Regions from separate parts of the Capsicum annuum genome. Here region 1 is linked to region 2. Evidence: chromatin contacts called from public Hi-C data. All regions are on one chromosome and are shown on one strand. The core of a region is the stretch at or near the end of the contact, and the rest is flanking DNA. Distances in the headings are between cores, read along the strand shown.

Region 1 (4,413 bases), core at 379-2,878, 86 kb before region 2:
TTTTTTCATGTTATTTTCAAATTGGAGTCAAGTTGTGAGATCGTCGTCAACTCGTCATCGCGGTTCTCTGTTCGAAAAAAGGTAAACTCACTTCTTGTTTTAGTTCATTGTCATTTTTCCTTCTTTCATATTACTTATACTCATAGGCGTGTTAACGGTGGAATTATGTGTTGTAGAGGCCTCAAAGGTTATAGGTTTGTGTTGTTATGGAAATGATGTGGTTGAATCGATTCATGAATTTTACTGCTGTAATCTAGTCTTGTTTAAACAATGTTCTTTAATGTTGAGAAAATTTTGAAATTGAAAGCTAAAATAGTTTGCATTCGAGATGAGTTTTGCTTGTGTTTTCTGAGTTGTTATTGAGTTTTGGTGTGTAGCCCGTAGTTTGATTTTTCCTCTCTATGCAGTGGTCTAAATTGAGTAGTAATGGTGTTGAAATGCCTTGTTATTTGAGTGCTCTTGGTTGAACAACCTTCTTGTTTTAAAGTATCAAGTGAGGTTCGCATAATAGTTTTCAGGTTTTAATTCGATTCCACATGAGTCCTAATAATCATCTACTCTCTTTACGTTTCCTGCATTTTTATTGGAATGTATTTCCATGTATAAGGGTTGGTGTTTCAATTTTCTTTCTATATCAAAATGTATGTCCGAAGCAAAGTCAAATGTGTTTTCTATCTATTTAGTTCATTATCCAAAACATGCTATTTTCAATGTATTTCACTTCTTCTCTTTGAGATTCAGGCCAAATCCTTGGTTTATATATTAGTTTTTTATTCAAAGCATGAGCTACTAACCTCATATTTTCATCAATTCTGTGAAAATGCTGGTGTGTGGTAGTGTTTTAAAGTCGTCTCGGCTGCTTCTAAACATATTTATATGCTTAATTTGTTTTTATTTGGTGCACGACTCAAGTTAGTAATGTTAAAGGTTGAGATTTGTTCCCTTTCTATTTCCTTTGAATGTCTTGTGCTATTAGAACTTGCTGTAGTCTCTTTTCGGGTTTAAATTCGATGTTATCATGTTTTTTTAGGTATTGTTAAAGGATGATTCCATTGTTTTCCTATCTATGACATTATAAGGAAATAAGTTTTGTTCATGTTCGGTTTTTTCTTTCTTTCTTTATAATATTCTGATTCAAAACATATTTTCTTAGTTGCAATTAAGAGTTTTAGATTATCATTCCATGAGAATGTTTCGATCTAAATACTCTCTTATATTTTTCTTCACAGTTACATGGAATGTGGCCTTGTCCGACTTTAGTTGTAGAAATTGCGCTTTTGAATTAAATTGTCTTACTATTTGAATTTATTTCATTTCTTGGAATTGAATTGTTTCTAATTCCCTTTTTATCTCTTATGTATGAACTGCCCAAGACGAGTCCACTCGGACTCCCCATCTCCTGCATTCGTCCCTCTCTAAAGTCCAAATGGACTTATTTTTGAAGAAACAAGGTTGTATACACCAATATAACGTGATATACAGAGGATACATAGTGGAAAACGTGAAGGTGAAGTTGGCATACAGGTGGAAGACTAAAATATCATATATGACCAATATATGGTCATGTATGCATCATATGTACAAAAAATGTGAAGAAAATAAGCTGTGATATACAACGGGTGTACACAACTGAAAGAGGGCTGAAAAAGGTCTATTTAAATGGGCCCAAAATCAAGGTTGTCCAGATTTAAACATGGGCCATAAAGGGGCCCAAATCTCATCCTTTTTTCTTTTATTTTCTTGTAATTTACATGATTATTTGTTTGTAATTCAATTCAATTAAGCTAGATGAATTCTTGGGAGCAATTTTAAGTTAAATTATTTATTTTATTTTAATTATTTAATATTTTTTTTTAAAAATTCTCTATTTATGCAAACTTAAGCTCGAAGAATAACTTAAGGATCTACTTACATCCTTTAATAGTTATTATCGATTCAAAATCCAAGTTTAAGAAGTTGGGTTAACTATTTAACCTTAAGTCTAAATTCAGATAAATTTTTTAAAGTTAGAATTATTTTGAAACTTTTGATGTTTAGTTTATTTTATCACTTAGAGTACATTAAATGGATTAGTATCAAATAAATTCTATGTTCTTGAAATGAGATTTTCAAATAAATTCAAGATTTTTAAAGAACTTTTCAAAATTAGTCAAACACGTTTTATCCACCGGAAATCACATATTGTGGATTTTCGAAAGTGCCTAACACCCGAATTTACTTGAACCCTTATCTAGACTTTGGTTATTTTTAAAAGGTTTTCTTTCAAATCACCCTTTCTAAATATTTTCTAAATTTTTCTAAAAATTAAGTGGTGACTCTAAGTTATTTTTTAAATAAAATAATTAGACTTCTTATCTTTTATTTTTTCCACGAAATTATGGAATGTTTTTGGCTTTCTAAAAATGATCGTAACAGAATGACGACTCTGTTGGAGATTTATGTAGGTTCTAGCCATAAGAATTGTATGTGTTTGACTAATTTTTGTATTAATTGTTACTTTTGTATTATGTGTTTAAATTTAATTATTAACGGTTGCATTTCATGACATACTTCCACATTTTGATTATTAAACTATTTTGGGGTTTTGAGGATATCCCGATTCCTATTGTTCAATTTCAAATAAAGTGTTGGAAATACAATGGTTTATTGACACGTTAGGCATTCAATGGTTGTTTGTATTTCCAAACCCAAGTTGTCCACTTGAAAACCTAGTTGAAGCTCACTCTAGATACCTAGGATAGAGCGAAACCAAAATCCTGCTTAGGCATAAGCCTAGGACTTAGAAACCTACCTTGAGTCTATCAACCGTGAGTCATAACAAATGGTCATTCCTTATGTGTTAAATTAAAGGATATAATATCGGATTGTATGGACCATTGTCCCTTGGATTTGAGGATTTTATTTTTATAGTTTTCTTTATTGTAATCTAGAGGAAATTTTCACTCGAAAAGTTTTCAGTAATTTGGAGAAGTTCAAGTCGAAGGATTCCTAAGAAGGTTTAATTTAGATTTGCTCCCCTGTGTGGGATTGATATCATATATTTCCCCTTTCTCTCATTGTGTATCCCAGTTTGATTTATTTCTGAAGTTTGTATAATATTTTAGGGGCAATAGAACATCTTACAAATGGCATGTATATCCTTCAAATGTTAGTCTTACCTTTGGATTGAAAGGTCCCATGTATGCTAGAACACATTTAAAATAGTTTATGTGCTAAAGTGTTCCATTATTTTTCTTTATCTATATTTACTTGATTTGTGTGTTTAAATAGCATACTTTTGGCTTGAAACAAGACTAGTTCATTATTCTATCTCGAAGTCTTAAAGTGTTGTTAGGTATATAAGACTCAAAAATTTGAGTCCTCCTAAAATGTCCTTAAAAATCCATCGATAAAATCCCTTCCAAATCATCCAAGTTTTATTCAAAATTCAGTAGGTCATTGTCCAATTCACATTGACCATGTTGCTCTCATAAATCATCTTATCTCGTTATTAATTATAGCTAGAGTTATCTAGGTATTCTATTAATGGCAAGACTAGGTTGTCTTCAAAAGTGCCTTCAAAATATGCCTTTAGGATGTTTATTTGTAAACACCCGACCTCTTCAAATAATTTAATTCCCTTTATTTGAAATGTTGTTTCCCCCCATTAAATTCAAAATCTGTCAAATGGTCAAAATTTGATCATTCATTCACTTTTAAAATAAGTGTTCCATTCTTCGAATTCTGGGCTAATCTGTTTTGAGCTAATTTTTTTTTTATTTATTTCATGTATTTCTTTAATTAATTATTACGATTCATGAACTAACATTTTACCTTTTGATCTAGGGAATATTTATATGCTCAAAACACCAATATGCATCCAAATTTGGACTTGTTTCGAGAACTTTTATATAAATTCTTGAGTGTATTTCAGCTTTAATTCTGTTTCATGCCTAATGGATATGATTAGTGATTGTAGGCTAAAATCTTGAAGAATTGGATGCAATTGGATACAGTGATAAGATGAAATGATTGAAGGAATAAAAGGTATTGAAATATAGCTTAAAAAGGCAAGCTAGAAGTTAGAAATTCCTATTTGCAGAGACTCCGCGTCGAGCTGACCAATAAAAAGGCATTGGTCGAATTTCATTGGAGAAGCGCGATTATGGAACATCGTAGAGAGGTTAAAATTCCCATTTGGTAAAATCCAATGTTGGTCCGCGATTATGGCGCATCGCGGAGAAGAAGGAGATTATAATTGTCATTTTTTAGTGTAGGTTCGCGATTTCATCACGTCGTGGTGCAGGACCAATTGCTAAATTGAGCAACCTAGAAGTTTAGCACATCGCGGAGGAAGGATATTTCACAATTGTCTAAATTCAGTGGCTCATCACGATAGTGGCGCATCGCAATGAGGATGTATTTCACAATTTC
Region 2 (4,126 bases), core at 637-3,136:
CAAAAAAATGGCCGGAATCGAAGCTTTTTGGAGGGAAAAATAACCACCTTCTATGTTTAGCTTTTGGAATTTTTTTTTAATATTTTGGAAACCTAGATATTTTTGTATATATAATGGTGGATGATGGAGTGAGTTGAAGTGTATTACTAGGAACTTGTGGGTGAATTTATTAAGTTGGAAATATTGGGTTAAAGTGAATTATTATAAAACTTGTGGGTGAAGTTGTTAAGTTGAAAAGTTAGTGGTGATGTGAAATTAAGTAGGTATATGACCAATTATTTCAAACTTGTGTCTATTTGGCAAAATAGTTTTCAAAATGGACATTTTGGGAGCAAACCCCGACTTTGTTTATGATGTCCATATCTATATGTAGAGGATTACCCATTGCTAAAGCCAAAGTGAACTAGGCTTCCTTCACAAAACGATTGGTCAACTTGGAAACAGAAATCTAGGCCATGGCCTGTGTGTGGTTTCTTTATTGAATTTAAAAGTAGAGTCATATATGAGAGGGCATATTAAATAGACCATGCTTTCTTTGTCTTTGATGTAGTATGAATTCTTGGGCATCTTATTGACAAAGTCTTCTAGTATGGCACACCTAATGAGGATGTGTGTTTCAAATCAACCCTATTTGACATGCCCCTTGGTACCACACTATAGTGGTAGATTTTTCCTTATATCTTTACGTGAGGCCACTCATAAGAAAACTTTTCAATAACTATGTATTGGAGTTTTTCAATTATGGTTATACGCCTCACTTCAACCTCTGTCCATTTAACAACCGGGACATTATTGACAACTTCAACATGTTTAATAGGAATGGGTTCAATGGTAGGTTGGGTAGCTTTTTGTAACATGATTGAGATTATAGGAGTGAGCAGATTGCCATAGTTTAGTGAGGAGATTTGGATTTCGTTATAGGATTTTCAATAGGAATGAAAGGAGATGGAGAAGAAGAGGATCTTGGTTTGGAGGTTAATGGTAATGGAGGGAACTGAGGATTGATGAGAGGGATCTGGACCGCCGCAATGGTTGGACAGGCCGTGACCTGTGCCATCATGAAGGTAGGGTTAGGTTAAAAAAGTAGATTAACGTAGGTGAGAAAAAAAAGCATTTTCGGAGTCTCGAGTTCAACTTCTAGTGTTCCACTTGTTACTCCTGCACTCTTTTGTTTAGCTGTATGGTATACATCTTACTAAGAACATCCCTACCCCTTGTTCACTGGAGCAACCTTTTTCCCTTTTCAAATTCTACTAAAAAAGTCCTTCCATTACCATATGGGGCGGGTTCGACCCTAGAATAGTTCCACTAATGTAAAAAAACGTCTTCAATCTTAAAAGACTCTTTGTCGATTTAAAATTACAAAAATCATAAGATTTAAGTAGTAATAATAAACTGAATTAAGACTCTTTTTAGAATATTTTTAGTGCTCAATAATTTTTTTTTTTAAAATACATTGTAAATTTAATGAGATATTTTATGATTGTGCGAAATGCATTAAGTTCGCTAGTAAGAAACTAAGTTGGACATATTTAACTTGAAATGACCAAATAAGGTTAAAAATATAAATATAGTATAGTAGTATTGAAACATAAGCAAATATATGCCCAACATCAGACGCTATAAGATGCTACCGGTATTTATTTAACTGGAGCTTGACTAGTAGGAAACAATGTTAAATAGCTTGCTGAAATGGATATATAAATAGAAAATAACCGCACAGAATTATTTTTATTGGATAAAACTATTTTCAGTAAAGTTAAGGGATATTTGTAGCTTCTTCAACATGAAAGGAGAAAAACACGGATAGATGACCATGTCGTATCGGTTTACCCGTTTGCCTAGTGGACAAGAATTAAGCACTCTCATGCATGAAATATATTAGGCACCAACCATGCATTGCCAACTAACTTAAACTCTTATTTCTTGAAATTTCCTTTTCAATCAGCCTATTCGATCGTCTTGTTTCTCTTTCCATCACCTTCCCTCAATAACAACAATAAATATTCATCCTAACACCCTTCTCTTTCTTCGTTTCCTATCTGAAAATCAGAGGGCCAGTGGCATAATCATCGTAAGTTGTACAAGAATTTTGTTGAGAATCCATCAAGCATTGCAATTTTTATTTCTTTATTCATTAATTTTCCCATTGTGAGAAGTATTTAGCAAAAATTGTTGAAACGTTAACCAACAATTTCATCAAAGCCGGAGCTAATATTTTAATTTTATGGTTCGGCATTTTAAAACAAAAAGAGATACTCAGATCTGGCTATATTATTTATGCATATCAACTAATTTTTTTTACACAATTATAAAGTCTACTTCAAAATTACTGAATTATGTTGAACCCATAACGCCAAAGTCATCTCCGCCCGGTGACTTCCAATTATATATTCTTCTACTTCTTTTCAAACGAGTAGCATCCACATCTATTGCAATTTGAACTAGCATGCGCAAATTGGTAGTTGCATTCATGCGATTATATATAATATGGAGTAATACTTAACATTGACAATATATACTTTTTTTCTTTTCAAATCAGGAGTAAGTAGAGGAAAGAAAAATGCGGAAAAGGATTATAATATGAAAAATTGAACTTTCATCAATAAAGTAAAAATACAGATAACTAGTCAACCAAATTACTAAGACTTACCAAATTGCATTTAGATGAATGAGTCAACTGTAAATAATAAATAAAGATGAAAGGTTTCAACTTTCAAGTCATTGAGATTTGATTTGTTGGTACCGAAATCTCTATCCAAAATAGATTAGATTCTTTGTTCCACATGCTTGGTAATTGGTGCTAAGTTCATCCCCACTACATCCCTAATCACTTTGTGTGGTGTATACCCTTTTTTATTTTTAAAAAAAACGGCAGGCATAATTTCTTATCACTGGGGCCCCAAAGAAGAAAACTGTAACTTTCTATGTCTGCTTTAATTTGTGTGTTGTTCAATGTCCCGCAACCAAATATTTATCGTTTCAACAAATTCAATTTATTCTTTTAGAAAATTATGCTTTTCTTTAAAAAGATATTTATTATCTTTTTCTATTATATTTAATGTTTCAATTAGTAGAGTCTGAATTAAGAAAAACTAATTAAATGAAAACTCGTATGGTCAAGCTATTGCATACTCCCTCCATGGAAAAAAAAAATAATTAAATAAAAACTCTTATGATTCAGCTATTACATGTTCACCTCATCTCATTTTATGTGATATTATTATTTTTTTTGGTCTGTTTTAAAAAAATAGCATCATATTATAATTAGTAATAATTTTTATTTTTAAATTTCTTTTTTTACCCTTGATAAAATAAATTTTAGCTATATAAATATCTATGAATTATTTTAGACCACAAGTTTCAAATTTTTTTTTTTTCCTTAAACACCATATCAAGTCAAATGAAGTTAAATAAAATGGAACGGAGGGAGGTAATTTTGTTAAGATGTATTCAAAAGTAAGAGGGTGTAGTTTCCTTTTCATGGATACTGGGTTGATTTTGATGTGTGTAATGGACAACGTATTCGAGGTGTTTTATTATTTCTTTCTGAATAACTCCATTTTTGTTTTTTCACCCTGGTAGATTCGAAAGAGATCGAGTTTGAGTTGGTGGTGGGGTGTTTGTGGAAAACGTCGGACAACAGAACCAATAATTAATTTTGTACGTCCATAATATTATTAAATTATACGTACAGAGGTTTAACTCTTTTAGCATATAAAGGGGAGGCTAACGGTTAAAAAAACAGTAAAGAAAAGGAAAAAAAAAATAGAGTCATCACCAAAGACACCGGACATCAAAGGAGGATCAACAGGAAGTGCAACAAATTATCACTGATGGACAATCTTTTAGGTCTTTTGAGGATCAAAATAAAGAAAGGAGTGAACCTTGCTGTCCGTGATGTTCGCACCAGTGATCCTTACTGTGTCGTCAAGATGGGTAAAAAACAGGTTTCTTTCTTCCCTCCTCCACATATATTTTATTATTTGATTTCTAAAATGAACCTTCTAGACGATTCAAACACACCCCATGTCGTAAATTTCTCTTATATATATAAACTAATTTGATTTATATATACAATATGATTTTACAAACCTGTTTAATTGATCACCCTTCATCAGCTGTA

Evidence for each region. Hi-C and Micro-C count contacts between places; a contact is called where the count stands out from the background.
Region 1: a Hi-C map of leaf shows a contact between it and region 2, with 2.0 times the contacts expected there. The contact joins the enhancer-like site here to the promoter of LOC107851336 in region 2. A contact is called at or near these places in 2 of 5 Hi-C or Micro-C datasets (leaf and placenta).

What each region holds. Positions count from the first base shown.
Region 1 is chr12:167,010,441-167,014,853 of UCD10Xv1.1, reverse strand. No RefSeq gene overlaps it. Among protein-coding and RNA genes, the nearest start is that of LOC124889848, 4.0 kb to the right of the region's middle. Within about 2 kb of position 1,628, at least 1 of the 5 cell types and tissues checked has an H3K27ac peak or open chromatin away from gene starts, as enhancers often do.
Region 2 is chr12:166,924,896-166,929,021 of UCD10Xv1.1, reverse strand. It overlaps LOC107851336 (protein C2-DOMAIN ABA-RELATED 4), which reads left to right and starts at 1,886. Exons shown (of 4, transcript XM_016696308.2): 1 at 1,886-2,074; 2 at 3,586-3,950. The coding sequence starts at 3,837.